Regions from separate parts of the Canis lupus genome. Here region 2 is linked to region 1. Evidence: chromatin contacts called from public Hi-C data. All regions are on one chromosome and are shown on one strand. The core of a region is the stretch at or near the end of the contact, and the rest is flanking DNA. Distances in the headings are between cores, read along the strand shown. Region 1 holds the start of ZEB2 (zinc finger E-box-binding homeobox 2). Region 2 has its middle 140 kb from the start of ZEB2.

Region 1 (3,384 bases), core at 798-3,297:
GGGTCCCGCGCCCCGGCCCCCGGCCCCGGCCCCGGCCCCGGCCCCCGCCCCCGCCCCGCCCTGCCCGGCCCGGCGCTCCCGCAGCGCGGCCGGGGACCCGCGGACCGGGCGGCGGAGCGCGGCGGAGGGCGGCGGGGACCCCGCGGGCGAGCCTCTCCCGGGCGCTCCCGCCGGCGCCCCATCCCCCCCCCCCCCGGGCGCCCCGGGTCCCCGCTCCGCGCGCTCCGGCTCCGGCTCCGGCTCCCGCTCCCGCTCCCGCTCCGGCCCCGGGAGAGGCTCGCCCGCGGGGTCCCCGCCGCCCGCCCGCCGCCGCCCGCCCGCCGCCGCCGCCTCGCCGGCCCTTCCCGGCCCCCCCTCCCCGCGGCCCGCGCCGCCGAGCAGCCCGGAAAAGTTTGGTCCGGGCCGCTTCTTACCGTTCTTCCTCCTGGGATTGGCTTGTTTGCGCCTCTTGCACCGGGGGCCATCCGCCATGATCGGCTGCTTCATTGATAAGCGCGGATCAGATGGCAGCTCGCATGGACTCGGCGCCCTGCTCCGGCAGCACGCAGGCTCGATCTAGCAAACCAAACAGCGACAGTGTGGGCATCGCCGCGCCGCCGCCGCCGCCGCCGCCGCCGCCGCCCGGGGACAGGCCGGCCCGGCCAGCGCCCCCCCCGGCCCCGGCACCCGGCACCCGGCACCCGGCACCCGGCGCCCGGCGCCCGGCACCCACCCCTGCGCCAAAGCGAAACTTCGGCGGCCCCCTCCCCGCCCCCCGCCCCCCCCCACCCCCACCCCCCACCCCCACCCCCACCCCACCCCGCCCCCCGCGGGCCCCGAGGCGCTTTGTGTGCGTTCCTGGGCGCCGCGCTGCGCCCGCGAGGGGGGCCCCGGAGCCCCGGACCCGGACCCGGCCCCGGACCCGCCGCCGCGCCCCCCGGGGCCCCGCCGCGCCACCGACCGACCCCGGCCCGGCCCGGCCCGGCCCGGCCCCCGCCCCCGCCCCGCGCACCCCCCCCCGCCCCGCGCACCCCCCCCGCCCCCCCGCCCCGCGACCCGGGGCGACGCCGGCCTGCCTCGCGCTCGCGTCCCCATCCCGCGCGCCCCCCCACCCCCACACACAACCCCGTCCCCCCCGGAGGAGACACACAAACAAACAAACAACAGCCCCCGGATGAAGCACACTCGGGCAAATTGATAACAGTAATTATGGGGAGCCCGCTCGCCCCGCGCCCCCTCCCTCCCTCCCTGCGCTCCCCTCCGCTCCCCTCCGCTCCCCTCCCCTCCCCGGGAGTCCATCGAGGCTGTCTCCATCCCCCCCACACCCCACACACACACCCACCGCCACCCCGGTCCCCCGCCCCCAAATTAAGATTTCCCATTTCACGCCGAAATAAGAAGTATAATTATAAGCCTCTTTGGACACCAGCGCTTCCCACCTCCCCCCTACACACACACACACACACACACACACACACACACACACCCCTACACACCTCCCCCCCCACCGCCACTTTGACAATATTTACTTAAGTATTTTCCCCCACCTCATTCACACACATGCTCCCCTACACTGCTTCCCTTAAATACTTCCAGTAGAATTTCTCTTTCTTTTTTTTTTCTTTCCTTTTCTTTTCTTTCTTTCTTTCTTTCTTTTTTTTTTTTCTTCTATCCCCTCAAGAAAGGAAAGAGAAAGTCCAACCGCTACGGCAATACTTTGAAGCTCTACTTAAATGATCGTATCCTTTCTGGCTTCGAAACTTTTGTACCTAAAAATCGAGAGAGGCGCTGCATTTTTTTTTTTTTTTTTTCCCCTTCAGCTGAAACTGTCAAAACTTGGAGAAGGGGAACCTCGGAGGCAGGCAGCAGAGGTGGAGAATCCCGAAACTCGGTGGAGGTTGGGAAGATGCTGTGCCTCGAGGATTAGTTTAAACAGGGGCTATAAAAGATGTAACAGATGCAAACTGTAACACAAGGGCCATTAACCCTTCCTCTGCCGGGCACACTCAGTCCCCACGCCCCGCACCTATTGTCTCCTGTGCTCAAAGCTTTGCAGAAAACCTGGAAAGTGAGTATCAGTTTCCACACATTTGCTGAGAGGAGTGTGGTGGTGGTTAGTGGGGGGGGGGGGGGCGGCGAGGCAGAGAGAAGGGGAAGTGGATGGTTTAGAAAGCACCTTGAATTTAACCTAGGCATAGAGGGTGACTTTTAAGTCTGACACATTTTGTCATTTCCTGGCTCTCCTATTGATTTGAAATTGTTGGGAAAAATCCTGAAATCAGGAAACGGTCACACAAGTGTCTGGGATGAAACAGCTGGCCTGTCTGTATTCATGCTGAGACTTACACACGATTGCATATAAATACATGTTTAATAAAGTAAGCTGCTAGTTTTATGAGCCTGTGTGTGTGTGTGTGTGTGTGTGTGTGTGTGTGTGTGAGAGAGAGAGAGAGAGAGAGAGAGAGAGGGAGAGAGACAGGGCATTTGTGCTGTAAACTTTATCTTCTGCCTGTTATTTCTAACTCTGGAGTTAGTAATCTTGCCTTCATCATTACAGGGGGAGCATGGAAAATATATAAGTAGGTGGGAGATAAACACATTCACGTTAGCCGGGCTCATCACTGTTCCTGGGAACTCCTGCTATCTCTCTCTCGACTTTTCGGTGCCAAAGTAGGGAATGGGATATGTGTGTGCATGTGTCTCCTGCTCGATCCACGTCTCTATTACTTTGCCATTTAAAACACAATTCCAAAAGTTACCCTTAATTTACAACTCTGATATCCTGACAGCAGCTTTCTTCCCAGCTGTAGTGACCCCCCACCCCCCACCCCACATACACACTTTGGTAAACGACTCAAGTTCCATGAGGACTTTCACTTCTTTATTTATCATCACAGAAATGAGGTGTTACTTCACATACATACACACACAAAGAATAAAATAAAGAAATGAAACTCGCTAAGCAGACAAAAACAGGCAACTTTCTGCTTAGAAAACAGCCTTCTCCGGTGGGAGAGGATGCAGTGCCATATCTAAGAGAAAGACATGCCCCTGAATTTGGTGGGTTTGTATCGATCAAGTTTTGTCATTACTAACAGGTTATCTGCCAAGTTTTAATTGCTGAATACAATGTACTGGAGCTAGATGCAAAAAAAAAAAAAAAAAAAAAAAGAAAAAAAAACCCACAAAAAAAAACAAAACAGGGTTAGATTCTCTCCCCCTGGAGGAGTTTTCCTTCCACCATGTAGTTCTCAATAAAACTTTTCCTCGGCTGGGTAGCAAAAGGCACCTTTGGTTACCTGAATGGACAGGTACAGGGCAAATTATTTGGAGGAGGAAAAGGGAGAGGAAAGCAGGGAGAGGGAGCGGGAGTGCCAGAGAAATCCACGAAGTCACTCTTGGGAA
Region 2 (2,928 bases), core at 262-2,761, 140 kb after region 1:
TACCCACCCCCCTACATGGTGACCCACAAGCAGGAGGGGTATCACAAGTGTGGAGATCCTCCCTGAGGAGTGGGGGTTCAAACACCACTTCAGGTACCCCAGCCATGGGGCTTCCTCTAGGAAGATGAGTCCTCATAACTCTCAGCCTTGAGGGCGAGGTCCAGGTGAGCTGCAGGGCTATGGGGAACCAAGACTCCACTCTTAAAGTGTTTGTACGCAGATTCCCTCACCCTGAGACCCACTCCAGAAGCAGCAGTTTGAAAGGCACATGGGCCATATGTGAAAGAGATTCATTGACTAATTTTAGGGAAGGCACTACAGGGGCAGAGGTCTGTAGGAACTTTCTTTGGGCACAAGGACACTGTCAGGCACCACCGTTTTTACTCTCCTCTACCTAGGCAGCCTGGTGCTGGTGGCTGCCATCGTTTACTCCGTCTGCCTTGCCATCACTGACCCACCGGGGCAGGCACTCTACCTCTCCCAACCAAAGCAGCCTCCTCCCCTGCCATCTATATGTGGAATCCAAAAAGCAGAACAAACAAAATAAAACAGAAACAGACTCATAGATACAGAGAACAAATCGGTGGTTGTCAGAGGGGCGAGGGTGGTTGCCAGAGGTAACGGGTGAAGGAGATTGAGAGGCACAAGCTTCCAGTTATGAAATAAAGCCATGGGGATGTAAAGTACAGCTTAGGGGATGTAGTCAGTAATATCATAATAGTGTTGTATGGTGACAGATGGTAACTCGACTCATCATGGGTGATCATGTCATGATGTATATAAATGTTGAATCACTATGTTATACACCTGAAACTAATAAAATATTATATGTCAGCTGTGGTTTAATTAAAAAAAAAAGAAAAGAGAGCAGCTTGAAGCTTGAGAAAGGAAGTCTATTTAAATGATGCAGCTAGAACGAAAGAAAAATCTCTAAGCACACACGCAGTGGTTTATTCTGCTCAATTTTAATCTAGAAATATTGCATGATTATTGATTAAAGTGAATCCTTAATTCAATAGAATGCCCAAGAGATACGTTTACTCTGGTTAATGAGATGTTCTGAAGAACTGAAAATGAACAAGAAACCCATGTAGTTGTTTATTTCCTCATTTTCTGTTAAAAATACATGTGAAAATATGCACGTATCCATTTCCCTCAAAATTGGAGGTCTAGTGAAATGAATGAAATATTTGATCAATGAAGTCCTTCATAGCCAAAAGAGAGAGAGAGAGAGAAGGAGAAAGAAGAAAAAGAAGAAGGAAAAGAAAGAAAGAAAGAAGAAAGAAAGAAAGAGAAAGAAGGAAGGAAAAGGAGGAAGAAAAGGAGGAAGAAAGGAAGAAAAAACTGGGCAAACATTAGGATAGCGAGGCTGAAGTGTTCCACGTAATGAGCTCTGACTCATAGATGATTTGGGGGTTTTGAGTGCCAGGCTAGCACATCATGTGTGAATAAGCCTGTGGCAGGGGCTGAGGGTGAGGCCTGAGGACATGGTTTATGTTGGAGCCTTACCGTGTTCTGGGTGACTCATGTACACTGAACAGCAGAGTCATGAACCGTTTACACACACCCAATATCAGGTTCACTCCGAGGCTGTTCTGCAGCCATTTTACAGCTCCCTCTAAAAAGCACAGAACTTGCTTGGCCTTTTCCAGAGGATCATGAGGAGGAATTAAACAAACAGAGGGCCCTAAGGTCCTGACGGTCCCTTCCCGGGGAACTTGTTCATCCCCTGAGCTCCGGAAGACGCTCATACGGTTCCTTTCTCCCTCTTGTGCTGTGTGGAAGGAGTGGGTTTAGGGTCAGCTAGAGGCCTAGCTCTCGGCAATGTCCTCACCACCTCTGAGACCTCAGGCGATTCAGTTGTTATTCTTGGGCATGGCTCTCTTGGAAAAGTATAAAACTTACAGAATGGGATGGCAAATTTTATGCGTTTATAGGAAATTAACAGAGAAGAAATTTTAACATTATTTTCAGGGGTCACTCATCCAATTGCTTTAGCTCAGGAGTGACCGATGCCAGAGCGCTAATCAAGATGCTAATTTTGTTCAGTTTTGTATCTGCTTAGTGTCAAGTGAGAGGAAGAGAGGGTTTAGAATGTGCACTAGTGATTTTTGATATATATACACAAGGCTTTTTGAAACTATGAATAAAGAAACCGATGCAAGGACTAAGAGAAGGTCAAAAGAAAAGAAGCATTCAACATTGTAGGCTGCAAGCACACATGGCATCTTCTGGGGGAGAAGACACCTGGCCTAGGGGGCCCTGCTCAGGGTCTGTGGCTCTGCAGCACCTCCCCCCTGAGTCCGTCTGCCTGAGCCAGGACCTGCCGCCTTTACTCATGATCAGTGCTATCATGTTAGTTGGGGGAGAGATGGGGGGCTTCAAAGGAGTCAACTATATGGTTTAGGTTTGAACATTTTGGGGACACAGTGACTAAAGTGAATCCTAAACTCATAGTCGTGAATGATCCTCCGTTCTTGGGGATAGAGAATTGGAGAGGAACACCGTGTTGGTTGTTGTAAAGCCTCCAGGTCTGCAACTTCTATTCAGTATGTACTCCAGGCAAGTCCTCTCACCTGTGGCGGACTAACTTAGCACCTCTGGGAATGGAGGGAACCGGACCCCAAGGTCCCTAAGGGTTGGGGTTTGCATGCCACTGACTGGACTTTTCTATGTAAACACTAAGTAAACTTACAGTAACTATGGAGAAGGACTATATCCTTGCTGATAATTGTAAATGTCCATGATGTCAAAATGCAGGATGGTAAAAAGTGAAGTTGAAAAATGAGGAAGAGGTGTGACAGGGTGTAATCTAAATAGTTCTGAAGGGTGTGCACTTTTTAGGCGGCCTGGGGTCAGGGCCGAAAAGTCTGTCTTCCCCTAGCATAGTTCAGAGTTGGCCAAATGGCATTTTAGTGAAGACCCACC

The links. Hi-C and Micro-C count contacts between places; a contact is called where the count stands out from the background.
Region 2: a Hi-C map of blood shows a contact between it and region 1, with 4 times the contacts expected there. The contact joins the enhancer-like site here to the promoter of ZEB2 in region 1. A contact is called at or near these places in 2 of 9 Hi-C or Micro-C datasets (both in blood).

The regions. Positions count from the first base shown.
Region 1 is chr19:48,198,355-48,201,738 of UU_Cfam_GSD_1.0, forward strand. It overlaps ZEB2 (zinc finger E-box-binding homeobox 2), which reads right to left and starts at 2,048. Exons shown (of 10, transcript XM_038565130.1): 1 at 1,527-2,048; 2 at 414-555. The coding sequence starts at 1,541. It overlaps LOC119864491 (a long non-coding RNA gene), which reads left to right and starts at 1,087. Exons shown (of 4, transcript XR_005374283.1): 1 at 1,087-1,182; 2 at 1,800-2,047.
Region 2 is chr19:48,337,485-48,340,412 of UU_Cfam_GSD_1.0, forward strand. No RefSeq gene overlaps it. Among named protein-coding and RNA genes, the nearest start is that of ZEB2, 140 kb to the left of the region's middle. Within about 2 kb of position 1,512, at least 4 of the 20 cell types and tissues checked have an H3K27ac peak or open chromatin away from gene starts, as enhancers often do. A contact at or near this core is called in blood, where this site is marked.